7 separate regions of the Mus musculus genome follow, and regions 2, 3, 4, 5, 6 and 7 are each linked to region 1. Evidence: chromatin contacts called from public HiCAR-type, HiChIP or PLAC-seq and promoter capture Hi-C data. All regions are on one chromosome and are shown on one strand. Each heading gives the region's core, a stretch centred on a gene start, on an enhancer-like site or on the middle of the called end of the contact. The rest is flanking DNA. Distances are from core to core; before and after follow the strand shown. Region 1 holds the start of Tax1bp3 (Tax1 (human T cell leukemia virus type I) binding protein 3). Region 2 holds the start of Smg6 (Smg-6 homolog, nonsense mediated mRNA decay factor (C. elegans)). Region 3 holds the start of Sgsm2 (small G protein signaling modulator 2). Region 4 holds the start of Mnt (max binding protein). Region 5 holds the start of Mettl16 (methyltransferase like 16). Region 6 holds the start of Pafah1b1 (platelet-activating factor acetylhydrolase, isoform 1b, subunit 1). Region 7 holds the start of Cluh (clustered mitochondria (cluA/CLU1) homolog).

Region 1 (3,097 bases), core at 244-2,743:
AAGGAAGGATTATGAATGAACATATAGTCAGAGGCATTTCAACTGAAACAAACTCATTTGATTAAATGTCCACATAACCTAATCGCCAGAGGACAACGATTTAGAAAAATAGCTTGCATTTTTTGTTATAGGAAAGGCGACTGGCTAAACCTGGTGTAACTGGAACTTAGCTGATTTCACTCACGTGGGAAAGCAGTGGTTAGTGGGAGGGGGTGCTAGAAGAGGACTCTTACCCAATCCAGCAAAAGCAAACAGACTTGCAACTGGACCTCGGCCCTGCCCCCTTCCAGACGAGCCACTTCTGGCAGAGACAACTAACTTCTCTGTGCTTCAGGTTTTTCATTAACAGAAAGTTAGCAGTAACATCTCCATTGCTATGGCGAGAATGAAAACACACAATGCCGGTACACAGTGAAAGCTTAGTAACACGAACTGTTACCAGTTCTTAAGATGTTAACGTTAAATTCTCTCATGTATACTCTAGAGGTCCCTTTGGACTTACTAGGCGTTAAATCCAAAAAAATATACAGGCTGTGGCCTCGTACTTGCTCTCCAGGGAGCAAATCTTGGCGACTTCAAAGCTTGGCTAAGCAAGGAACGACAAGGTGTCACACTTCATTTAATCTGAAGAATAATATTACAGGCTCTGTCTTCAGATATAAATTATAACAGTACAGAACAAGCAGCGAATTCCAACAATTTAAAATCTAAGTAAGTCTACCCGGTGTTAATTCTGGCAAGAGCCTTGCCGATCTGTTTTAAAGTCACCCCTGCCCTCATTTCAGTAGACGTGCACCATGCCATAGAGGAAGGTCCAAAAGAGGACGTAGGTGAAGAGGCCTCCAATGAGGCCTCCCGTAAAGAGAGGTCTTCGTGACTTAAAATATTTGTTCCACCTCCTTCCCGCTTTGAGAATGAGGAGCAGGGAGAGCAGGACGGAGGCAAGCAGGTAGAAGATGAAGCCGTAGAGGCCGGTGAGGCCGAGGATGCCGGCGGTGGCCCCGGACAGCGCTGACACTGAGGTCCGGCAGTAATCCAGGACCGCGGCGTTGCCTCGCACGGCTGCCTCGCTGATGAACGGCGGCCCTTCCCGCTTGGCCACCACCGCGGCCATCGCACCCGCCGGGGCTCCGCTTCTGCCTTCACGCCGACTCACGCGGAGCTGTGGAGAAAACCGAGTTACAAGTGGAGCCCGAAGCCTGGCGAGCTGAGCGCACGGCGCCTCCTCCCCCTGGGACCTCCGACGCCGTGCTGGGGGCCTCTGACCTCCACTGCACGCCGAAACTGAGGCTCGGGCCGGCCCGGGACAGCAGCACATCAGCACACGCCCGACAGGCTCGCGGAGTTACCTGAGACGCCGCGGCACACAGTCCCTCGTGTTCCCTCAGACAGGAAAAAGCGGAGAGTCCCGCGCCGCCATCTTGCGCTGGAGGCTGCTGGGAGGGCTCGGTTTGCGCAGGCGCACAAACTCCGCCCCACCCTCCTACGCTTGCGCCTCGGGCGCTCTCCCCTCCCGCCCCACTTCAGCACACAAGTCCCGGGACTCCGGAAAGCCCAACAGCGCTCCAGATGCTGATTGGCTAGAGACTTCTTAAGTATTCATGAGGGGGCGGGCTGAGCAGGGCTGCCCTTTGTTAACCAGGGAGGGCGCGGCCGCGGGCATTCTCGCTGGGGGTCTCACCGGGCGCTGTCTCCTTGACAGATTTCGGTCGAAATGTCCTACACCCCGGGCCAGCCTGTCACCGCCGTAGTGGTGAGTGCGCTTGCGCGGGCTCCTTCTCCTCTTGGCTCACCCCCATTTCGCAGAGCGGCAAACTGACATCTAGACAGGCTGAGAAAGTATAGGACCCGGGGCTCCTGCGTATATTCCGGTGGCCGTTTCTGCTTAACAGTGCTGCAGCCTTCCCTGGCCTGGAGAGGTGGCTGGGACCTAAGAGCCTCCCGGGACCCTGGGCAGAGGCCAGATCCTGTGCACTGCCGCCGTCGGGTGGATACCTTTTACTAGGCGCAGACCGGGAGGACGTAGGAGAAAGGCTGGTCCGCGGGAGTGTTAGAAAACTCCCCTGCCCTGGGCCTCCTGTCCCCAGCTGGGCGGCCGTGGGGGGCGGGCGCCGATGTCCTGTGAGTCGCAGCCTCTGGAATGAGGAAGCGTTTCCTCTGCTCCAGCCGGCACACTGCCGCCGCCGCCGCCGCCGCCGAGCCGTAGGAGATTTAGGGGGTGGGGCTGGCCAGAGTTTGTGCATCCCCCTTCCCGCTTCTCATCCGGCCTCGCTGCTCTTGGGACAGACCCCTCGAGAGCTAAGGCTTGGTCTTCTGAACTTTTTAGGGTACTCAGCCCTTGATGCTTAGTGTTTGTCCTGTGCATGACACTTAAGCTTCTAGACCTTTCCAGGGCCTCCTTCTCGGTTTGTCTTGTGTATCAATCAGGTGTATTTGAATAGGCAACAGGATGGAGGGGTAGATGTTACAGTCTGATGGGGGCGCTGGCCAACCCTGAGCAGCTGAATCCCAAGAGAGAAGCATCAGTGCCCAGTTTCCTAAAAGGAAGCTTTTAGGAAGGACACAAATCACTCCCCAGACAGGGCCTTACTCTTAAGCTTAAACTGGCCTTGAACTTCTGGCAGTACTCCCTTCTTAGCCTTCCAAGTGTTGGAGTCACAGGTGTGACTTGTGTCCACAGTCCTGGAACTGTAGGGATGGGCCTTGTTAGATGGGTGTGTTGGAGGGTGGGGGCAACAAAGCTACTGATAAAGGTGGCTTGGGAGGGTGAGCTTCCGGCTAGGATATCCCAGTTTTTACTCAATTTGTACCAGCCTGATTTTTCTAGGATCCTTCACTGGCTGCCCCAGAAAGATCATCGAGTTTGACCCTATCTGGAAAAGGAGGGTGTAATTAGGACCTAGGGAGAGCCACTTTGCTGCCTGACTTCTCCCTTAAGTTAGGGCTTTGTCTCTTTTTGGACCTTGCTGGTGGAAGTGAAGGAAGGTGTGTGTGGGAGTAAGCCTGGAGGAGCTTACACTTTTGGACAGGAAGCCCCAGGTGAAAGGACCTTAGGCATCGAGGTTTTCCACCCTCTTCCGTCTTGGCAGGAGAGTCA
Region 2 (3,097 bases), core at 227-2,726, 1.7 Mb after region 1:
GGTTTCTGGAATTTGAACTCAGGACCTTTGGTCCTGAGCAGGTCAGTGCTCTTACCCGCTGAGTCATCTTGCCAGCCCCAGCAAAGCAGTTTTTATATTTCCTATTCCTCTCAAATCTTTTGACAAAAACTGCCATTTGTTCTGGCCACTCTAATTAATTATACCCATTCATTTGAGCTGTTGACTATTTCTCAGTCATTGTCTTTCTCTCTCTCTCTCTCTCTCTTTTTTGGTTTTTCGAGACAGGGTTTTTCTGTATAGCCCTGGCTGTCCTGGAACTCACTTTGTAGACCAGGATGGCCTCGAACTCAGAAATCCGCCTGCCTCTGCCGGCCCCTCCTCCCCCAGTGCGGGATTAAAGGCGTGCGCCCGGCATTTTTCTCTTTTGATGGTGAAATATCTGTCACATAACAGGAACTGTATGAGTACTATCAAATATTTTATACTATGATCAAGGCATAACTGGTTATTACTTTTTGAGGTCTAAAGGGTCAATGACTGTGTGAGACAGGGAAGAAGGAAAGACTGGAGAAAGGCAGTCTTTGGATAGGAAGTTTCTCCACCCCACCGTTTCTAATAGGAGTTAATGGTCAATGAGCTTAAAGTACCCATCTTCTAGTCTAATTAACTTTTTGCTTCCTTTTTGGGGGACAAGGTCTTCTAATATGTTGCCTTGATTAGCCTCAAATGTGCTATGTTGCCCAGGCTTGAACTTGCAATGCTCCCACCACAGCCTTTGAAGTACCGTGAATATAAGAATGAGCTATTTTTACCAGCATCAGTAAAAATTTAAAGATGTAAAGATGGGAGAATTGACTTGAGTACTAAAAAAGTAATTTTAAAAAATTCTCAATGCTAACAGTAATTCCCAGATCGAATAATTTCCTTCTTTTTTTACCTCCACACAACGACCTCCAGCAAGTCTTAGGGATGAACTGTCATAGACTTTAGTACTCTGGTACAATCAAACGATACACGGAGCAATTTACTTCTTCCACTCTCTGAGATTCCGTTTACCAGTAATGGGGATAATAATAAAAGATATTTAAACTCCACAATCCAGGCCTACGGTAAGGAGACTTCGGCCTAAAATGATCGGAGGAGGCCGGGTTGTAGGATGTCTCCGTCAATCCGAGCCCCAGATCAAAAGCAGTGTCCTCGGTGGTCACCGCAGCAATACTGGCATCCCTAGACCCGAATGCCCACCTGACATGGGCGAGTCACACCTGGCTGCGCCTCACCTCGCCTCCAGAGCGCTGCGCCTCCACCTCCGAGCCTCGGCGGACCGTCCTAGCTTTACACCTCTGCGCACGCGCACACGCCGTCTCCGCGGCCGATTCGCCCGCTCCGGCAAGGCCCTAGTTGAACGTGCTGAATGCTTTTGCTCCCAGTGCGGCCACCGTCGTTTGGGGAGGGCAGGCAGGAGGGGGGCGGGGAAAAGGGTGGGAGTGGGTGAGCGCGCGCCGCCCGTCCGTCGTGGTTTCCTGGCTGCGCGCGGCGGTGGCCGAGTCGCCGCAGCTGTAGCAGCCGCCGCGAAGATGGCGGAGGGGTTGGAGCGTGTGCGGATCTCCGCATCGGAACTGCGAGGGATCCTGGCCACTCTGGCTCCGCAGGCCGGGAGCAGAGGTGAGTTGCGCCGCCCAGCTGCTGGGCCGGGCCTGCCCGCCCCGCCTCCCTCTCCTCTGCCTCCTCCCCGCCCCGTCCGCGGCGCTCCGAACCCCCGCCCCTTCCCCAACAGTGCGCCCGGGCCTGCGGCGGCCCCTGGGAGACAGCGAGGCTGTCGCTCCGCTCCCTCGGGCCCTCGGGGCAGAGCCCAAGCGCGAGTTTCAGCCTCCGCCCTCTTGCTCGGCGCGGCGCCGTGGTTGTTCTCCGGTGCCCTAACCCTCTCACGCCAGCGCCTGAGTTCCAGTCCGGAGGAGACACGAACTGGCTTGGGTGCTAGGGTCCGGTAGAGGCCCCGAGACGTATTGTTCCCAAAAGAATAGTCTGTGTATGTGTACCTTTCCGTAGTCCTCCGTTCCGCGTCGGAGAGGAGGAGCTGGGGAAATTGAGGAGAAAGGCTTAACAGGCTAGGACTTCCTTTGCTGAACTTACCCCCCCCCCCCACCCCCCAAGGCTGGTTTCTAGTGCTAGGCCACTGGAGGGATCCAGGACCTCAGAGAGCTGACTCGGTTTTGTTTTGGTCTTGGCGTGTGTGGGAGCAGTTGTGATCAGAGAGAATGCTTAATTTGCCAGTCTCCATTCGCATCAGAAAAGCGCGAGAAATATTTTGGTGTCTGGTCTCCTTCATTAGCCAGTGTTGCTTAGGATGACAGTTACAGAAGATACCTTCTCTAGGATTGTGGCTAGAATTTGTGAGGTTGGTTTTTATTGGCCAACTGAATTGGATTAACCAGGCTGTTTTCTCTCTCTCCTCTGGAAAATAGTAGTCACCACCTCTCCTGGCTCCGCCCCAAAACTAAGTTTAAAAGTTTACTCAGGGTGCTGAGGTTAAACGGCTTTATCTTGGTTCACATTTGGTGGAGAAGCTAAACTTTTGCCAAGGCAGCAGTATCTTTTATTTTGTGTTTGTTTTTCTTTTGAGACAAAGTCTCACCTTGTAGCCAATACTGGCCTTGAATTTACTGTGTAACCCAACCTGGCCTTGAGTTTGGATACTTTTCCTGACTGAAGCCTTCAGAGTGCTGGAATTATATGCATATGCCACCATACCCAACTTTCAAGTCAGAAACCTAAAATTTTAGTTTCGCCCCCACCCCATCCCCCAAACAAAAGTGGGTATAGATGCAGGTGTATAAATACTTGGCTACCAGCTTGTTTGCATTTGTATATACATTATAATTCTGTACTAGGATTTTATATAACTTGAGTACTGGATAATATTCTCACTAGTTCCTGTCACTTATGAACTGTTTAGTAGGTATTTTTAGTAGTCTCTCCACTGTAAGCAACAGATACTTACAAAAAAAAAGCTGTTTGCTACTCAGTGGAGCTTGGAGAGTGGTTTATAAAGTCCTCTCCTCCTCCTCCTCTTCCTCTTTTCCTTTGTTGAGACAGAGTCTCATATAGTCCAAGTAAGCTTCAAACTCTGTGGCCT
Region 3 (3,097 bases), core at 359-2,858, 1.7 Mb after region 1:
AGGAACCATTCTTGAAACAGAGTCTTTGAATAGTGGGAAGAAAATCATGTTCTCAAAAGTATTTCCTTACATACCCAATCAATGATCAAATCTGGGTCTTAAATAACGTTAACAACATGCCCATAGTTCCTATTCGCCTGGCCTAAGAAACCCTCACTTGGCCACTTCACAGCAAAAGCACAGTGAAGCTGTTCATGCAAGCTGGAAAGGTGATGTCAAGAAGGAAGGGAACAGTTAGGGCACACGAGCCAGGTCAGGGTTAATGCAGAGAGTCCAGAGTCTTCTCAAACCACCGTCAAACTCCAAGGGTGCATGAAAAAATATGATACATTTATGTATGTGAGAGAAACAGTATTATCCTATTTTAAAAAGAAACTAGGAAACCAAGACTTGAGTTTAAGTAACTTTACTCAAGTTCACAAGTAAAGCTCAAGTAAGTCTGGACAACTCAAGACTATCTCACCAAACCTCAGTTTCCAGGATCAGCAGCTATATTTATTAGAGTGCCTACCAGTGTGCCAGGCTCTGGAAACAAAACAGTGAACAAGCAGACAGGTTTTTTGTTTTGTTTTGTTTTGTTTTTGCCTTCCATAGTTCACACCTGGTAGACCCAGCTAGAGAGGCAGGCTGAGGAGGGAGGCCTCACTCATCTCATCTACACTGCAGGCTCTTTCACAAGCTGGTGAGTCATTCGTATGAGCAGCCCCCCCCTCCCAACCCCCGAAATTGAAATGAGCTTCTAAGCAGCGTCAAGGTAAAGGGAATTAGTGGAGAGAAACTCTTGTTTCTGAAGGATTTCCCTCAAAAGGGCAAAAATAATCTGAGTCTTAAAAACCATTCTTAAAAATACCCGAGTTCCTGGGTAAGGAGGTGGGCGTGGAGGGAGAAACGGTGAGGTGTGCAGCGAACCCTCTGCTAGCCACGACTCACTTGCCAGGGGAACACAAGAGGGCGGTGTGTTGGACACCCGAGGGCGAAGCCCCTGGAACTGTGGCTCGCAGCCTCCAGGAGGCCCGTGGGGACCCCGCCCCCTCCCCGGGCAGTACCCGCAATGAATGGGCAACTCGGGTTCTCCAGCAATCGCCGCCACCCCTCCCCCGATCGCGGTCTCCCCGCGCTGCTGCCGTCACTGGGCGGGGAACGGGAGCACCGTGGAGCAAACAAGCCCCAGGGCGCAAGCCTGACCCTGGCCGAGGGCGCTGCCCGGGACATGCAGAGAGGGGCGTGGGGCGCGGCCCGCCCAGGACCCCGCCCCCGCCTGGCACGGTGGGCTGGCAGCCGCGCGCGTGGGTGCCTCCACCTCTCTGCTCCCGAGCCAGCGCGGGAGGGGTGCGAGCCCCTTGAGACCTTGCCCCGGACCGTACCTCCTTCTTCACGTTCCACAGCAGCTTTTCTTTGACCGCGTCCTCTGCGCTGCCCATGGTGCGGCAGGTGGCGGGCAGGTGGCACCGAGTGGCCCCCCGAGCCCCCGGTGCGCCCTCACCGCCTCCGCGCCTCCCGACTCAGCGCCCCACACGCGAGGCGGAGTCCCCGCCCGCTGCGCTCCCCGCCTGCAGCCGCCGCAGCCACTGCCCGGTGCTCAGCTCCGCAGCCATCTTCCGAGCCCCGCAGACGTCAGGCAGCAGGCCCGGCCCCTTCCCACTGCCGGCAGGGAGGGGGTGTGTGCGCCGCAACTGGGGAGGTGGGGGGGGGGGTCAAGGGCGGGTGCGGACGCCTGGGGGCGTCGGGGCCGGGCGCGCGCCGCAGGGACGGTTGTCATGGCGACTGGCCGGCTCCCGCCCCGAGGGCGCGAACCCGCATTGTGAGCGCTGGGAAGTCAGCCGCTCCGGCCTGCGCCGCGCAGCGGGCGGACTTTGGGAATGTGCTTGTGTCTGGGCAAACCTCAACCACCGTGACCGCTCCCGACTTCTGGCCCCTGGGAGAGGAGCTATACGGAGCCAGGGTCTCGGCTCTGCGTCACTGTGGTTCGAACCTGGTCCTGTCACTCCTCCGGATCCTGTGGAGTGTTCATATATTACTTGCAGCTCAGTCGCAAAGCTTGCAGGAGGAAAGCAAGGACCCGACTGTGAGCTCCTAAGAACAGGTGCCCGAGCGCAAGGGGAAGTCTTCGCCCTCCTCCGGGTCGCCGACATCCGCTTTGGTTCATCTTGCAGATTTGTGGGAAGAGGGGGGCGCGAGTTGGAATAAGAGACATTCCAGAGCCGGTGACACGAGCCCCTTCTAAGTGCTTCGCGTTGGAAATTAGAGTAATAGAGGAAAGGAAAGGCCACTCAGGTACAAATGTCACCCCTTTGTACAGTTCACTGGGACCGCAGAGAGCGGCGTGCAATAGTCTACGTGAAAAGACTTTTATTTCTTCCCACGTGATGCAACTGAAGCGTGCAAAAATGGAAAGATGGGCGCAAAATTGACCTCCTAATCCAGAGCCGGAGCCGGGAGACTCCTGCCGGCATCCTCCATCTCTCAGCAGAGGACTGCAGCGTGGGAAAAGGCACCACGACGTCTCTGCGGACACTCAGGGCGCTGCGCTTGCAGGCTGGCGGCAAAAAACCTCGCGAGAGGTCGCGGAAGTGCTAAGCCTGAAGTCCGTCCCCAGGGCCGGAAACGCTCGGGTCCGCCCGGAAGTAGAGTTCACTTGGTGCACACGTGGACTGCAGAATGGCGGCTCACCGCTCCGGGCCGCTGAAGCAGCAGAATAAAGCTCATAAAGGCGGGCGGCATCACGGCGGTGGGTCCGCACAACGGGACAGCAAAGGTGAGTAGACAGGAGGGAGAGGGGCTGCTTAGCCGGTACCCGTGCCCACACCGAGACTAGACTTGGGACCCTTGCCCAAGGCTCTTAAGCGGCGCAGGAAGGTTCTTGTTGGTTGATTTGACTGAGAGGAGAAGAGCAGCCACTTCCGATCTGCCTTCCAGGCCGGGTAGGACCGAAAATCCTCTGCAAGAAGCTGAAGAGGCAGCTCAGCCGAATAGACCAGAGGCATCGCGCCAGCCAGCTCCGAAAGCAAAAGAGGGAGTCGGTGAGTAGAAGCGGGGGTGGGGAAGCTTATGGTTTGAGATTGGTAAAGTCTCAAACTAGAAAATGGGACACGGAAAT
Region 4 (3,097 bases), core at 169-2,668, 1.7 Mb after region 1:
GCTTCGTTGTGCCCATAATATTCTAGTGCTTTTCAATGCTAACTGTACGAATGGAGATTGTATGGCTTTCCACCAAAGAGAGTTCCAGATGTAGGATATTTTTGTTGTCCTAATCAAGAAGATGTAAGTGCTCAGCCCCCTTCCTGAACTGCAGTTTGATAGTTCTTCACTTTTGCGAGGACCCGAGGTGGTAAGAGGCAGCTGGCGGTTGAGAGAGGTCTGACTAGACTACGAGTTGCTCAATGAACAAGGAGCAGTTGGAGTAGTCCCTTCACTTGGGCCTCAGTTTTCTTACCTGCAAAGTGCAATGATTTGGGCAAGCTGACTTCAAAGATCTTTCTGACTGTACCTAGGGACAGTCCTAAGCCCTGCAGCCAAGATAAAGACTGACTGGCGAGCTTAGGAGAGTGCGCGGTTCCAACCCAACACAGTGAGCGACCCCGCCCCGCGCCCAGCGGGCCGCTAGGGTAGCGCGCGGCTTCCGCCCTCCACGTTGTTGTTCCTGATTTAGGCCACGCCTCCTCGGCCTGGGCTTTGGACGCTTCTCCTTTTGATTACTGGTGCCGGGGCCCAACAACGAGGTGCCCTCTAGAGTGGCACACTTTTAGTCCCCACCCATATCAGAAACCGGTGGACAAAGAATTTAGGAGAAGGGAAGTAAGCCCTGGTTTTGAATGGGAGGGTAATGTAAAGCAGGGGATGGACTGCGGAATTCCCCTGTAGGTGTCTCACCCTTCCGTCACCCGGTGGCCCTATCCGCACCCGCTAATACGACCCTGTAGACACTGTCCCTTTAAACCGAAGGCTGGCGGCGCGGGGTGTCCATGTGGAGCTGCTCCATGCCGTGTTGTCCTGCCCGCCCATTGGCGGGCGGCCTGGTGATGTAGCCTAATAGGATGCGAACGCACTGCGGGGGGAGGAACAGAGACAAAATCCGGAACGGGATCAGCTCTCCCGTCCCTCTGTCAGGACTCTAGCAGCCTGCTGTCAGCTCCGCCCAGGGGCGGATCCCGGGGGGAATTGCGACAGACCGGACGGCTGCGGGATTTAGGTCGTGTCTACGTGGGGCGAAGAGACCTAGGGGTCAGACTATAGGTCTCCCTGACCTGTGTCACCGCTGTCTCAGCTAACCGAAGCCTTGGGCTTCCCATTCTCTCAGCAAGGCAGATCCCGCCGTGAATGCCCTAAGCACGCAAACCCCGTTTAACTTGTGGCTGGCCACGGAGAGGAGGGGCAAGTAGGGAAAGCGGAAACAGCGAGGAAGCCTGGTTCCATCTTCTCACCCCCACCCAAGCCACGTGTGCGCGCGCGGTGGGCGGGGCCATCCCTGGCGCGGCCCCGCCCTCAGTGAGACGCCGCGGCCCTGCGGGCGGGGGCTCCGGTCCGGGCTTTGGCTGCGGCCCCGGTGTAGTAGCGGGGGCGGCGGCCGGGGGCAGCGCGGCTCCTTCCCTTGTTGTGTGTGTCGGTGCCTCCTCGCCATCTTGTTGCAAAGCCCTTTCTTGTCGGCGGGACTCCGGGGGCCGCGGGGCGGGAGGCATCGGAAGGGAGGAAGAGGAAGAAGGAAGGAAGAAGGCAGTGCCGCCTTTTTTATTTTTTGCATCAAAATTTTTTTAATTTGCAAATTTTTATTTTGCAAATATTTTGGGAGACATTGATTTTTCTCCCCGTGCTCCCCCGTTCTTTTCTGAGGAGTGCGCTGCGCCGCCCAGCCCTGTCGCCCCCCGGAGGTGATCCCTCCCTCCTGCCGGCCCGCCAGCCTGACCTGTGCTTGGCTCGCGGGCCGCAGCCTCGGCCCCGGCGCGCCCCCGGCTGCTCTCGCCGCGATGAGCATAGAGACGCTACTGGAGGCGGCCCGCTTCCTGGAATGGCAAGCGCAGCAACAACAGAGAGCACGTGGTGAGCGGCCCGGCTGGGCCCCTGGGGCACTGGGCAGAAGGGGAGGCCAGTGACCCCGATCCCTGAACCCACTGGAAATCGCAGGGAGGCCCCTCTATGGCGCGACCTAAAAAGCCGGGCACAAACTCCCCGCAAGAGCTGCCGTCCGGGAGGAGTGATGCGAACGTTGAAAATAATTAATGAATTCATTAACATGCAAAGAAGGACCCAGTTTCTGCGGGTACCACCCTAGCTGACTGGCACCCCCGTACACCTTCAGTGGGGGGCCCCTTAGTTGTGGGCGGGCGGCGCCCTCGCTACCATTGAGGATGTGTGAACCGGGGGATGGGGAGAGGGATGTTGATGTGTGGGGGTGGCAGACCCGCGTGTGCTTGCGTGTGAGCACCAAGATGATGTGTGATGGGAACCGGGGAAGAGCGGATGAACGGACCTGTACACGGGTGTGTTTGTACAGCACACGAGTGGGCGTGTGCGTAACTGAGTGGGGGTGGGGAATACTCTACGCCGAGCTGCTCTTCGGATTCCCTGGCCTGGGCTGGAGGGTGCGGGGAGCGCTCCCGGCAGATCTACGCGCTGCTTGGGGCGGAGGCGGCCTTTGCAGAATGAAATGACATCGCGTGTCTTATGATCCTGGCCAGCCCCGCCTGACCCCGCCTCCCAGAGCTGGGCTGGGTCGCACGTCTAGCTTTGGCTGAGAGCTGCGCTGATTGGGTGCATGTGAGTGTCCCGCGGGTCGCTGGGGGCAGCCCTAGGCCCCCCTGCCTTGCCCTGCTTTAGCCGGTGTGGAATGTGGCGTGTCTGCGCGTTTCAAACCCGCTCTTGGCTGGAATGTTGCGTGTGCCTGCGTCCCAAGCCCGTTGGTTACCCGGACTGCTGACGTAGTCAGGCCCCGCCCCCGACCACGTGCACGGGGGACACTCCCGCTGGGGACTGTGCGGCCCGGCCCCTCCTCACCGCCTCGCGGTTGCCTAGGGGCGGGGTCTGGGCGGGGCTGGCGAGGGGCCTGGAGTCGGGTTGGCCTCCAGCTCTGGTTGCTGGCCATCTCCCAGGGAGAGCCTTTGCCCTGGGTAGGAGGAGCTATGTTCACCTAGGCTCTTGCTGGATCCTCCTGTTTTTGATCCTGTAGCGAGGGAATCCTCAGAATCTCAGGGTGACATCTATAAGTAACATCTCACTGACCCACTAACAGTGTCCCTAAGCC
Region 5 (3,097 bases), core at 429-2,928, 1.6 Mb after region 1:
GCCCACATTTTATGGCTATGCTAATTTATCTACCCATAAATCTACACATCTATCTACCCATAAATCTATACATCTATCATAAATCTATACATCTATCTATCTATCTATCTATCCATAAATCTATACATCTATCTACCCATAAATCAATCTATCTATCTATCTATCTATCTATCTATCTATCTATCTATCTATCTATCTATCTATCTCTTCTTTGTGGTGTTAGTTTACACAGGCCTTTGCATTCTACCACTGATCTAGTGGTACACTGCCGCTTTGGCTTTTTGAGCAAGGTCTCATGTAGACCAGGGTGGCCTGGAACTTGATAGACAGTATAGGATGAACTCATACTCCAGCTTCAATATCCCAAATGCTTGGATTTACAGGCCTATAACACCATACTTAGGGTTAAATGAAGGAAAAATTGGGGGTAGGGCAATTGGGGGGGTATTAGCATAGCTAATAAAGTAGCCAAGGTCAGTGTGGTCTTGGTCCTGTTCTGCTTGGTCTGCAAGGTGGAGGGAAGCAACTGGGCTCCCTGAAGACAACTGTTCCTTCTGCAGCACATAGCTTCGTCTATGCAGGTAATTGCCCTCAGTGAGTACAGAGGAGGCATTCCCGTCCTTTGAGGCCTAGCATTGCTCTATAAAAGTATTTCTTGATCAGTCCTACTGTTCCAGGAATTCCAGGTGACTGACACAGACAATCTGAAAACACCCTTTGGCCAATCTGGAACAGAACATCGTACAAAACTGACAACGAAATGCCTATTGGTGGGGAGGCAGAGGCATTTCTGAGTTCAGATTTCTGAGTTCAAGGCCAGCCTGGTCTACAAAGTGAGTGCCAGGACAGCCAGGGCTACACAGAGAAACCCTGTCTCGAGCAAACAAACAAACAAACAAACGCACGCCAGGATTTTATCCTTTTGCTTCGTGAGTCCAGATTCAATGCTTTTTTTAGCCAAATCAGTTTCTTTAAAAAAAAAAAATAGAATTTAAAAAGAGGTTTACCTTTATGTGTATGGCTGTTTGCCTCCATGTTTGTGCACCACGTGCACGTGTGCCTTCCAGAGGGCACTTAGGGACTAGAGTTACAGCTGGTTTCGAGTCACCATATTGGGGCTGGGACTCGAACCTGGGTCTTTTGTTAGGGTAGCCATTTCCCCGTCCCCTATCCCACCCAAAACAGTTTCTAAGTACCAGTTATTTACCCATCTCACAGGTTTATCTGTAACTACTGTGTCATCACACAGATTTGCTGTGCACTTAAGTGTTAATTGCCATCAAACCCATCTAGCCTTCCTATTTCCTGTCCAAGACTAGATTTAGTACTATTTAGTAAGGCTGGGGAGAGCTGAAGAAAGCTACATTCAAAACAAAGGAAAACAAACGTTTACAACTTGGTGGGGTAGCCCATCCCTGTAATCCCAGCACCCAGAAAGGCCAGGGGAGGAGGGTAGTTCCAAGTTCCTGGCCGGGCTCCATCACATAGCTGCATGCCAGCGGACTAGTGAGGTCTTCTCCATCCGCTAACCTAAGAAGACTCCCGGCCGACCACACCCCCAAACCTGGGTGAAAACTCACCGCCGTCTCCAAGTATCGCGATAGTTCCTTCTTTCTTTAGGCTAAGTCAAAAGTCTCGCGAGAGTAGTCTGTCCAGTCACGGCGCGGATTGGCTGCGCAAGATGGCGGCGCGCTTGGAGCGTAGCATCTGCGTTTCCAGGAGCTTGGCTGTGTGAGTGGTGTGGGCTTGGTGATTGCGGGCCTGTCCGCACTCCGTCCGCCTGCTCCATTGGCCTGCGAGGTGCGTGGTTCAAAAATCTCTTATCCGGTTGCGCACAAGGATCGCCTAAGAAGCGGCTCACCTGCTTTTCTCCTCCGGTTCTCGGATCCTTGGGGGCTTACCGCTGGGTCAGAAGCCGGGGACCCGGGCGGGTGTGCGCGAAGGCCGGCGGTAGGTGGGAGGAGCTGGAGGAGAGATGGCCTCGTCCCTCGCCTAGGCCAATGCTTAGAGAGCGCTGAAACCCAGGGGAAGAAGGTGTGGATGAGCCGGGGAAGTGGCGGAGGAGAAGTCAAGTTTGTGAGGTGGGGGCGTGAAGAGAAAACGGAAGTGTTGGGGTCTAGGTGGGAGACATCTGTTGAGTTTTCTGTTCCTCCTAAAAACTTAAAAAAAACAAACCCACAAAACAGTTTGTAGGTGTAGGTGTTTTGCCAGCCTGGACGTCTGTGCAGCACGTGCACAGTGCAGGCAGAGGCCAGAAGAGGGTTGTGTCATGGCACTAGGTGAGCAGCCATACGGGTGCTGGGAATCGAGCCCTGGTCCTTTGGAAGACCAGCTGGTGCTCTTGAACGCTGGTCTGTCTCTATTGCCTCCATAGTTTGACATCATAAAAGCCAAATTTAGAGTATCCTATAAGCTTCAGTTTTAGAAGAAATGATGTGTGAAGAGATAAAGGCCAAGAGAAACCCAGGAAACATGAAGTTTTAAAGAGGAAAGAAGGCTGGCCTAGAGGTCTTTTGGGTTTTGGACTCGCTCCGATGAGCCTTTTTTTGTTATTGTTGAGACTCAACTGGGCTGCCCATTCAGAAAGAGAATGCTGTGTGTGTCTCACACAGATGGAAAGTATTTCATAGTTATTTCCTTTATTTTCTTTGGTGTTGATGACTGAGCCCAGGCCTTGCACGTGCTAGACACATGCTCTGTCACTCGGAGCTAGATCTCCTGGTGACTTCATATTCTTCCCAGTCAACCAACAGTTGAGTGCCTCCCCTTACAGGCCCTATTTTGAGTATTGGGGTACAGCAGGGAACAAATATGTTCCCTCATGAAGTTTACTGGTAGGGAAGGTTTTTTTTTTAATTAAAGCAAATGTGTGGGGAATGCCAAGTGAGTAAATTTCAAAGACAGAAGGTGGGCGGGAGGCTGGAGAGATGGCTCAGTGGTTAAGAGCACTGACTCTTCTTCCTGAGGTCCTGAGTTCAATTCCCAGCACCCACATGGTGGCTCATGACCATCTGTAATGGGGTCTTATGCCCTCTTCTGCTGTGTCTGAAGACAGCTACAGTGTACTCATATACAAAAAATAAATAAAAGCTTAAAA
Region 6 (3,097 bases), core at 176-2,675, 1.5 Mb after region 1:
ATCTGGTACTCTTCAAAGGCACAATTTCTTAGCCAAAAATACTGATAGGAATTACACCCAAACCCAACCTCAACAGAAAATTTCCTGCGCTCCTCCCAAGGAGTTTCTTGCTAAGTCACTGGAAAAAGCAGGCAGGATAACAAATAAAGCCAGGCACCTTGCTTTCTCCTATCTCAAGACTGAAATTCTTTCCTCTTGGGAGACGAAATCAGCCCACCGTCTCAAAAAAACATTTTCTCACCTGGGAGGCTAGAGAGGGTAAATAGTCACAGCGTTTCCTAATGGAGTGGAGAGATGGGATGAAGGGAATGATCGAGAACCTGGGAGCTCAGTGTTAGCAACGTCAAAAGACAACTCCCGTGCGAGGAGTCAGTAGCAAAAAGGAAAATCCTGCCCGATTCGGTGGGTGGATGCTGCAGATCTTTACTGAATGCAGAGGCTGGACCACCACCGCACCGGGGGGCCGAGGGCCTGAGCGGCGGGCCATCCTCCCCGGGTCCACCCTCAACCTAAGGACAAGCGGAGAACCCGACGCCTGGAAGGCCTGGTAGCTGCTGGAGCCCCGGCGGCGAGTCGCCAGCCAAGGAGGGGTGGGGACTGCGGGTTCGCTTCCGCGGCCCAGGAGGGCTGAGCCCTTTCCCCAAGATCAGAGAGCGACCTGCTATCCACGCCCTTCCCACCCAAGAATACTTTTCTTGCTAAGTCACGGCGGCAGGAGGGCGATGCCGCCCGAGAGGCCACGGCTTGAACCCTCAGCAGCCTGAGTAGCCCACTGCCAGGGTCGGAGGAACCGGAGCCAGGGCAGCGCCCTCCCAGGCCAGGGCCCCCTCCTCGGTGCCTCTCACTCAACGGCCGTCGCGGCCGCCATTTTGAGAGCGAGGAGAGGAGAAGAAGAAGGAGGAGGCAGCGGCGGCAGGGGGAGGGGAGAATGGGAGGGAGGGGACCGGCGCAGCCACATCGTCAGGCCGCCGGCCCGGCCCGCAGCCACCCGAGCGCGATGGAAGAGACAGAGGGGAGGGCGCAGAGCGTCGCCGCCTTACCGGAGCGCTGCACCACCGCCTCCGCAGGGCCTCTTCCGTCCTTCACTCCCATCCACCAGCGGGGGAGGGGGAGGGAGAGGGAAGGGAGGAAGGAGGGAGGGAGGGAGGGAGGGGGAGGATGGCGCGCTGGGCCCGGTCCCGGGGAGGGGGAGGGGAGGGCCGCGGGCGGGCTCCTCGGCCGTTCCGGGGCTCGAGCCCTAGCCCAGCGTTCGCTCGTCCTCTCGCTCGCGCCTGAGCGCTCCCCTCCGGGTCCTCCTCGCTCCCTGGACTCTCGGCTCGCTGCTCCTTCGCTCCCTCACTCGCTATCTCGGCCGCCGGACTCCGCCGCCGCCCCGCCGCTCCAGCTCCGTCTGTCACAGGAGCTGCCCCAACGCCCTGACGTCACCGCGCCGCCGCCGCCCCAGACCCGCCAGGAAGAGGGAGGGGAGCGGAGGGCCCGCGGCGCATGCGCGGGCCGGGCCTGGGCCTGGGCCTGGGCCTGGGCCGCGCGCCCTTCCGCAGGGTGAGCTGGCGGCTGTACCCGAGCCGACCGGCGAGCTTGCGTCCCGTCCGCGGCTTTTCTCGCTTCTGCCCCCTGATCCCTTGGGAAGCTTCCCTTTTGCTCTAAACTGCCTGACGGCTGGCGTCCATCACGACTCTTGCTCTGCCTCAGCGGTCACTGCGCTGTCCCGGCGGACCGCGGGTACCCGGTGCACTGGCATTTCGGCCCCTGCTGGCTAGAGCAGGAGCCAAGCCAGGATGCTTCCTTTCTGCCTTAGCCTGTGGGATTATTCCCCATCCCCCACCTACCCACCCACCCAAAAGGACCAAAGTAAATTGGTGGGCTTGGGCAGAAGAGCTGTTGAGGTTAAAAGGCAGATGGATTGCCTTGTGTTCCTTTCTGGTACAGATTTTTAATCGGAAGGAATCGCCTGTAGATGTGATTCAGCTATTCTTTTCCTTAGTCACATGTATTCATCAGAGATTCTGGAAACTGAAATCCACAGAAAGACCTGGAACTTTATTCTCTACAAGACATGTCTGTGTTTTATTATATTATGAATTGTATATTGATGACAAATCTGGGGGGATTTGATGTCAATTTATTCCACAAAGAGACACTTGATTTTTGAAAGGGAAGGTTTGGGGCTCTGAATTATTCAATATAGGATATTTAAGTATTGAATGAGATTACTTCATTATCCACTTGTGTTTTCCAGCACTGAGGCTTAACTGATTCTATTGCGTCCCTCGATGAAGGTAAATACTGTAAAAATCACTTGGGAAGCTGCAGAGTTAATGTCTCCAGTATGAATCCTGGTGTCACCACTGGGAATGTGACCTTGACTAAATTATCATATCTCTTTTTGGCCTCAGTATCAGTATAAAATAAACCCAGTAGCCAAACAAAGTGGCACATGGCACGTAGCCCAAGCTACTCAGGAGGCAGGAGACCAGCAAGAGCCCAGAAGTTCTCTGCAAGCCTCAGGAGCATCCTTTTTATAAAAAACAAAAAACAATGATGATAGTAATAAACAAGCTAGGGTGACTCACATCTGTAATGCTAACACTGAGGAGACGGAGGCAGGAGACTTGCCACGAGTTTGAAGCCAGCATGGTGTATATAGTAAGACCCTATCTTAAAATAATGATTTAAAGCTGGACATGGTGTTTTAATATCAGCACTTTGGAGGCAGAGACAGGTGGATCTTTCCAAGTTCAAGAGCCTTCTCTACCCAGTGAATTCCAGGACAGACAACTACATAGAGAAACCCTGTCTCCAAGAATAAATAATAATGGAGCAAACCTTGGGTGGAAGGAAGCACACATCCCTTATTCCAGCATGGAATGGCTGAAGAATGAGGATCACAAGTTTAAGGGCTACCTGGAAAACTCAAATGTTTTTAAATTTATCACTTTTAAAAGGGTGAAGAGACAGCTCAGTAGGAGAGTACTTGCTGAGAGAAAGAAAAGAAAACATTATAGAATTGACATAGCTGTGAGGCTTTGTGAGATTAGATGTTGCATGGGTTAAGGCCTGAGGTTTGATGTGTAACTCATGTAACCATTACTATCTA
Region 7 (3,097 bases), core at 274-2,773, 1.5 Mb after region 1:
TGCCTTCTGAGTGCTGGGATGACGGATGGAAACACTGAGCCAGGTTCCTGCTGCCTGATTTCTATGTGCACCCAGCAATAAGGTCTTGGTCATTCTTCCAACTTCCTTGTGCAATAGCCTGAAATCACTTCTCCTTAGTCCTGCTCAGTTCTCCTTTGCCCTCACATAACAGTCAAGAGGATCTTTCTGACACATACATTTCTCTCCTCCCTCTCCCTTCAATGGAGGGTTCCTTCTTCTTTTGGCTTCAGTTCTCATCATCACATGTGCTCTAGGGGCAAACTGAACTTCCTATGTATTCTATTCTGACAGTGTGTTACTATGTAGCCCAAGCTGGTCTCCAAATTCAGGTCCTCCAGCCTTTACCTATCAAGAACTGGGATTGCAGGCCCTTGTGGTCACACTAGATCTCTAAAAGGAAAGCAGATTTAACTTTCCTTTGCAATGTATACAAGGGTGTATGTAGACCGCTCCCATCTCAGCCTCAGATTGCCAGGGTCCATTAAATCCTAGCAAGTGTAAAGACTGTGTTTAGTGTTTCACAAAGGGCTTTTCCACCTGTGCATGGAAGGCTTACCCTGTCCCCTCTCTGCCTGAACATAACTGTCTGGATAGACCTGGTTTCAATATCACCTGAGACTAGGGTTGTCTCTCAGCAGTAGACACCTTTACCATGCCAGAGGTCCTGAATTTAATACTCAGTAGGGCACACACAAGAAAAGTACCCCCCCTCCCCCAGCAATCATGGACCTCACTCCTTATTCCCCACCCAACCAAAAGAACTGAAAAATAGATAACAACTATAGTAAGGATCTATTTATTGGTCTAAATCTGAACTTGTTCTGTGACTTTGGCCCTCATTGTCCTTCACTGTAAACCAAGATAGTGGCCTGGAAGTGAGTGAGTGTGTGTGTGTTTTACACAGATAGGGGAGGAGCCCATGGTGCTGAGTCCAAGTTTTCATAGTCTGTTTCTGACACTTTATGCATATTTGCAACCTGCACACCTTCCTCAATAATCCACACTTGATCTTAGCCAAAAGGCCTAGAAGCGATCTTCCTCAATAATCCAAATACACTCTAGACCCTTCCCTTCAGTAGGAAAGAGCCCACTCGGTGAGGAGGATACAGAGGGTCGTGATAACAAAGCTGCTTTAGAACGACGCGGTCTTTTGGCAGATGCTCAATAAGAAGCAGAGGGTCATTGGGGGAGGGGGAATAGGGAGCGAAGGCAGTCCTAGACAAGTCTCCACCCAAGGTCACGGCGCCCGCCCAACGGGCGGCGAACCTAGGAAACGTCTCCCGGAAGCCCCGCCTCACCAGGGGGCCGAGGCCTCTCCCCTTTGAGCCCGGACGCGTTGCCTTTAAGGCTTTGAAAGAGTCACTGAATCTGTGAACTGACTACGGAGTGCTCGGTGTTTTGTCCCTCGTCGTCTGCCGTGGGCAGGCCGGGCGCGAGGGCGGGGTAGGGGAGCGGCGGCGGGGTCAAAGGCTAAAGCGCGCACCACGTGGGCCGGTGACTCCGTCCTTCCCGCAGCGGCCGTGGCGCGCAGGGCACTTGGGTTAGTGGCGCGGCGTGCGGCGCGGACAGGCGAGCCGGACGCCTGCTCCCGCCATGGTCATCAAGACGGACGAGTTGCCGGCGGCCGCCCCGGCCGACAGCGCCCGGGAGCACGGCTCGCAGGCCGGCGGCAAGGGGCGGCCGAACGCGGCTGGTGAGTGAGTGGGCCGGGGGCAGGGACAGCTGGGCTAGAGCCCGGGCCGAGTCCGGCCGGAGGGCTCGGGACTCGGTGGGAACAACCGTCTTCCCTCCGCGTCAGTGTGGGCGGTGCACTGGGCCGCCCCCGCCCTGAAGGTCACCTTCAGTGGCACCCCCGGCTACGGCCTGGACTTCGCACGTGGGGACCGTGGAAGGGCATCCACGGCGGACACACTCGCGCAAGATCGCGGGGACACGTGCGCGCACACGCGGTTTGGTTTCAGGGTGCGCCGCCGCCGCAGACCGATGGAATCGGCGGCCCCACCCCCTCCGCGCCCCTGCTTGGGGAGCTCTTGGGGCTGGGGGCAGTGACACTTGCGGCCCTGCCACCTTCTGGTTCTCTTGTCCTAGACGTTCCTGTGCGGCAGAGCTGCAGCACTGTGAGTGAGGCTCAGTTTGGAGCTGCCCAAACTTGGACTATGGGAAGAGCGCAAGTTGGGGTGTGTGTGTGTGTGTGTTATTGGGGTGGGTTGTCTCTGGTACATTCTTAGAGACAAGGGCTTAACCCCAAGTCATCAGGCTGTGGTCTCAATTCTTTTAGTTACTGGCCTCCACTTGATCAGGGGTTTGGGGTCCTGCCTGTGTGTGGGCAAAGCCTAGCTGTTTGTCAGGGGGAGGTGTTTGTGCCTGAACTTGATCATTAACCTGCCTTATTGCGAAAAGTGGGTCAGACTAGAGCTGCTGTTTTTTTAAGGCAAAGGTCATTAGTGTGGAGTGGAGCGCCCAGCTCTCCCCCGTGGGGGCTGTGTGGTGGTGGCTTTGGGAGTGGCAGAGGCTTGTCTAGGGGTGGGGCCTACTTCTCTTGTACTTAGCCTGTGCCCTTTCTGTTAGTTTTTTACCAAGTCTCAGGCTCCAGCCTTGAAACTGGAAACCCCTTCCTAGGGCCTCCTCACTTTTCCTCAGAGCCAGCCTGGTCCTTTCTACCCAGGATGCCAGTGAGTGCAGACCCTCTTTATCTCTCTTTTCCTCAGCTCATCTCCTTATTCTTCCCAGCTCCGGTGAGCAGACTAAGGCTAACACGGGAGTAAGGATGGCCCTAATGGGCCTAGCACTTGCTAGACTGTTATCCATCACAGTGGACTTACCTTGCCCAAGACAAGGCCTGAGTTGTACCCAAGCACAAGAAGTGCTGAAAAATGTCGTGGCTCTGAATCCATGGGCAGGCTGGGTAAGAGAAGGTTAGAGCTGCCTGTTTCCCCTCCATCAAAGAGATCTGAAGAGATATGAAGCAGCTTGTCCAAGGTCATAGTGATTTCATTGTCCAGGGAAGCATTTGGATTTCCAGTTTACGGCTAGCATGCCAAGTCTACCCCAGCCCAGCCTAGAGGAAGCTGAGGTG

Evidence for each region. Promoter capture Hi-C pulls out the DNA fragments that hold promoters and counts their contacts. HiCAR-type assays count read pairs that join an accessible place to other places. HiChIP or PLAC-seq counts read pairs in DNA pulled down with a chosen protein or histone mark.
Region 2: a contact with region 1 is called in a HiCAR-type map of astrocytes, with 4 times the contacts expected there. The contact joins the promoter of Smg6 here to the promoter of Tax1bp3 in region 1. A contact is called at or near these places in 1 of 39 promoter capture datasets (cranial neural crest) and 1 of 115 datasets of contacts at active chromatin or transcription factors (astrocytes).
Region 3: a contact with region 1 is called in a promoter capture Hi-C map of pre-B cells, with 2.8 times the contacts expected there. The contact joins the promoter of Sgsm2 here to the promoter of Tax1bp3 in region 1. A contact is called at or near these places in 9 of 39 promoter capture datasets (the 3T3-L1 cell line, 3T3-L1-derived adipocytes, the HPC-7 cell line and 6 more) and 1 of 115 datasets of contacts at active chromatin or transcription factors (embryonic stem cells).
Region 4: a contact with region 1 is called in a promoter capture Hi-C map of stem cell-derived epiblast-like cells, with 5 times the contacts expected there. The contact joins the promoter of Mnt here to the promoter of Tax1bp3 in region 1. A contact is called at or near these places in 16 of 39 promoter capture datasets (the 3T3-L1 cell line, the C10 cell line, the HPC-7 cell line and 10 more), 4 of 484 Hi-C or Micro-C datasets (embryonic stem cells, liver and uterus), 16 of 115 datasets of contacts at active chromatin or transcription factors (DN3 thymocytes, T-cell acute lymphoblastic leukemia, acute myeloid leukemia and 9 more) and 3 of 9 other capture datasets (adipose tissue, embryonic stem cells and liver).
Region 5: a promoter capture Hi-C map of pre-B cells shows a contact between it and region 1, with 7 times the contacts expected there. The contact joins the promoter of Mettl16 here to the promoter of Tax1bp3 in region 1. A contact is called at or near these places in 13 of 39 promoter capture datasets (the 3T3-L1 cell line, 3T3-L1-derived adipocytes, the C10 cell line and 7 more) and 5 of 115 datasets of contacts at active chromatin or transcription factors (astrocytes, cardiomyocytes, embryonic forebrain and 2 more).
Region 6: a promoter capture Hi-C map of liver shows a contact between it and region 1, with 4 times the contacts expected there. The contact joins the promoter of Pafah1b1 here to the promoter of Tax1bp3 in region 1. A contact is called at or near these places in 18 of 39 promoter capture datasets (the 3T3-L1 cell line, 3T3-L1-derived adipocytes, the C10 cell line and 12 more), 5 of 484 Hi-C or Micro-C datasets (B cells, embryonic stem cells and pre-B cells), 10 of 115 datasets of contacts at active chromatin or transcription factors (the 230-238 cell line, bone marrow-derived macrophages, embryonic forebrain and 6 more) and 2 of 9 other capture datasets (adipose tissue and liver).
Region 7: a contact with region 1 is called in an H3K27ac HiChIP or PLAC-seq map of extraembryonic endoderm stem cells, with 10 times the contacts expected there. The contact joins the promoter of Cluh here to the promoter of Tax1bp3 in region 1. A contact is called at or near these places in 10 of 39 promoter capture datasets (the 3T3-L1 cell line, the C10 cell line, the SN4741 cell line and 5 more), 3 of 484 Hi-C or Micro-C datasets (bone marrow-derived macrophages and embryonic stem cells), 12 of 115 datasets of contacts at active chromatin or transcription factors (astrocytes, bone marrow-derived macrophages, cardiomyocytes and 7 more) and 2 of 9 other capture datasets (adipose tissue and embryonic stem cells).

What each region holds. Positions count from the first base shown.
Region 1 is chr11:73,175,590-73,178,686 of GRCm38.p6, forward strand. Tax1bp3 (Tax1 (human T cell leukemia virus type I) binding protein 3) reads left to right here and starts at 1,494. Exons shown (of 4, transcript NM_029564.2): 1 at 1,494-1,753. The coding sequence starts at 1,715. It overlaps Emc6 (ER membrane protein complex subunit 6), which reads right to left and starts at 1,453. Exons shown (of 2, transcript NM_025318.3): 1 at 1,350-1,453; 2 at 1-1,162. The coding sequence starts at 1,114. The coding sequence ends at 782.
Region 2 is chr11:74,924,378-74,927,474 of GRCm38.p6, forward strand. It overlaps Smg6 (Smg-6 homolog, nonsense mediated mRNA decay factor (C. elegans)), which reads left to right and starts at 1,477. Exons shown (of 19, transcript NM_001002764.2): 1 at 1,477-1,626. The coding sequence starts at 1,539. It overlaps Srr (serine racemase), which reads right to left and starts at 1,571. Exons shown (of 9, transcript NM_013761.5): 1 at 1,242-1,571.
Region 3 is chr11:74,895,461-74,898,557 of GRCm38.p6, forward strand. It overlaps Sgsm2 (small G protein signaling modulator 2), which reads right to left and starts at 1,609. Exons shown (of 23, transcript NM_197943.3): 1 at 1,365-1,609. The coding sequence starts at 1,421. It overlaps Tsr1 (TSR1 20S rRNA accumulation), which reads left to right and starts at 2,620. Exons shown (of 15, transcript NM_177325.3): 1 at 2,620-2,755; 2 at 2,917-3,020. The coding sequence starts at 2,659.
Region 4 is chr11:74,829,506-74,832,602 of GRCm38.p6, forward strand. Mnt (max binding protein) reads left to right here and starts at 1,419. Exons shown (of 6, transcript NM_010813.3): 1 at 1,419-1,896. The coding sequence starts at 1,824.
Region 5 is chr11:74,769,185-74,772,281 of GRCm38.p6, forward strand. It overlaps Mettl16 (methyltransferase like 16), which reads left to right and starts at 1,679. Exons shown (of 10, transcript NM_026197.3): 1 at 1,679-1,800.
Region 6 is chr11:74,722,959-74,726,055 of GRCm38.p6, forward strand. Pafah1b1 (platelet-activating factor acetylhydrolase, isoform 1b, subunit 1) reads right to left here and starts at 1,426. Exons shown (of 11, transcript NM_013625.4): 1 at 1,041-1,426.
Region 7 is chr11:74,647,981-74,651,077 of GRCm38.p6, forward strand. Cluh (clustered mitochondria (cluA/CLU1) homolog) reads left to right here and starts at 1,524. Exons shown (of 26, transcript NM_001081158.3): 1 at 1,524-1,714. The coding sequence starts at 1,615.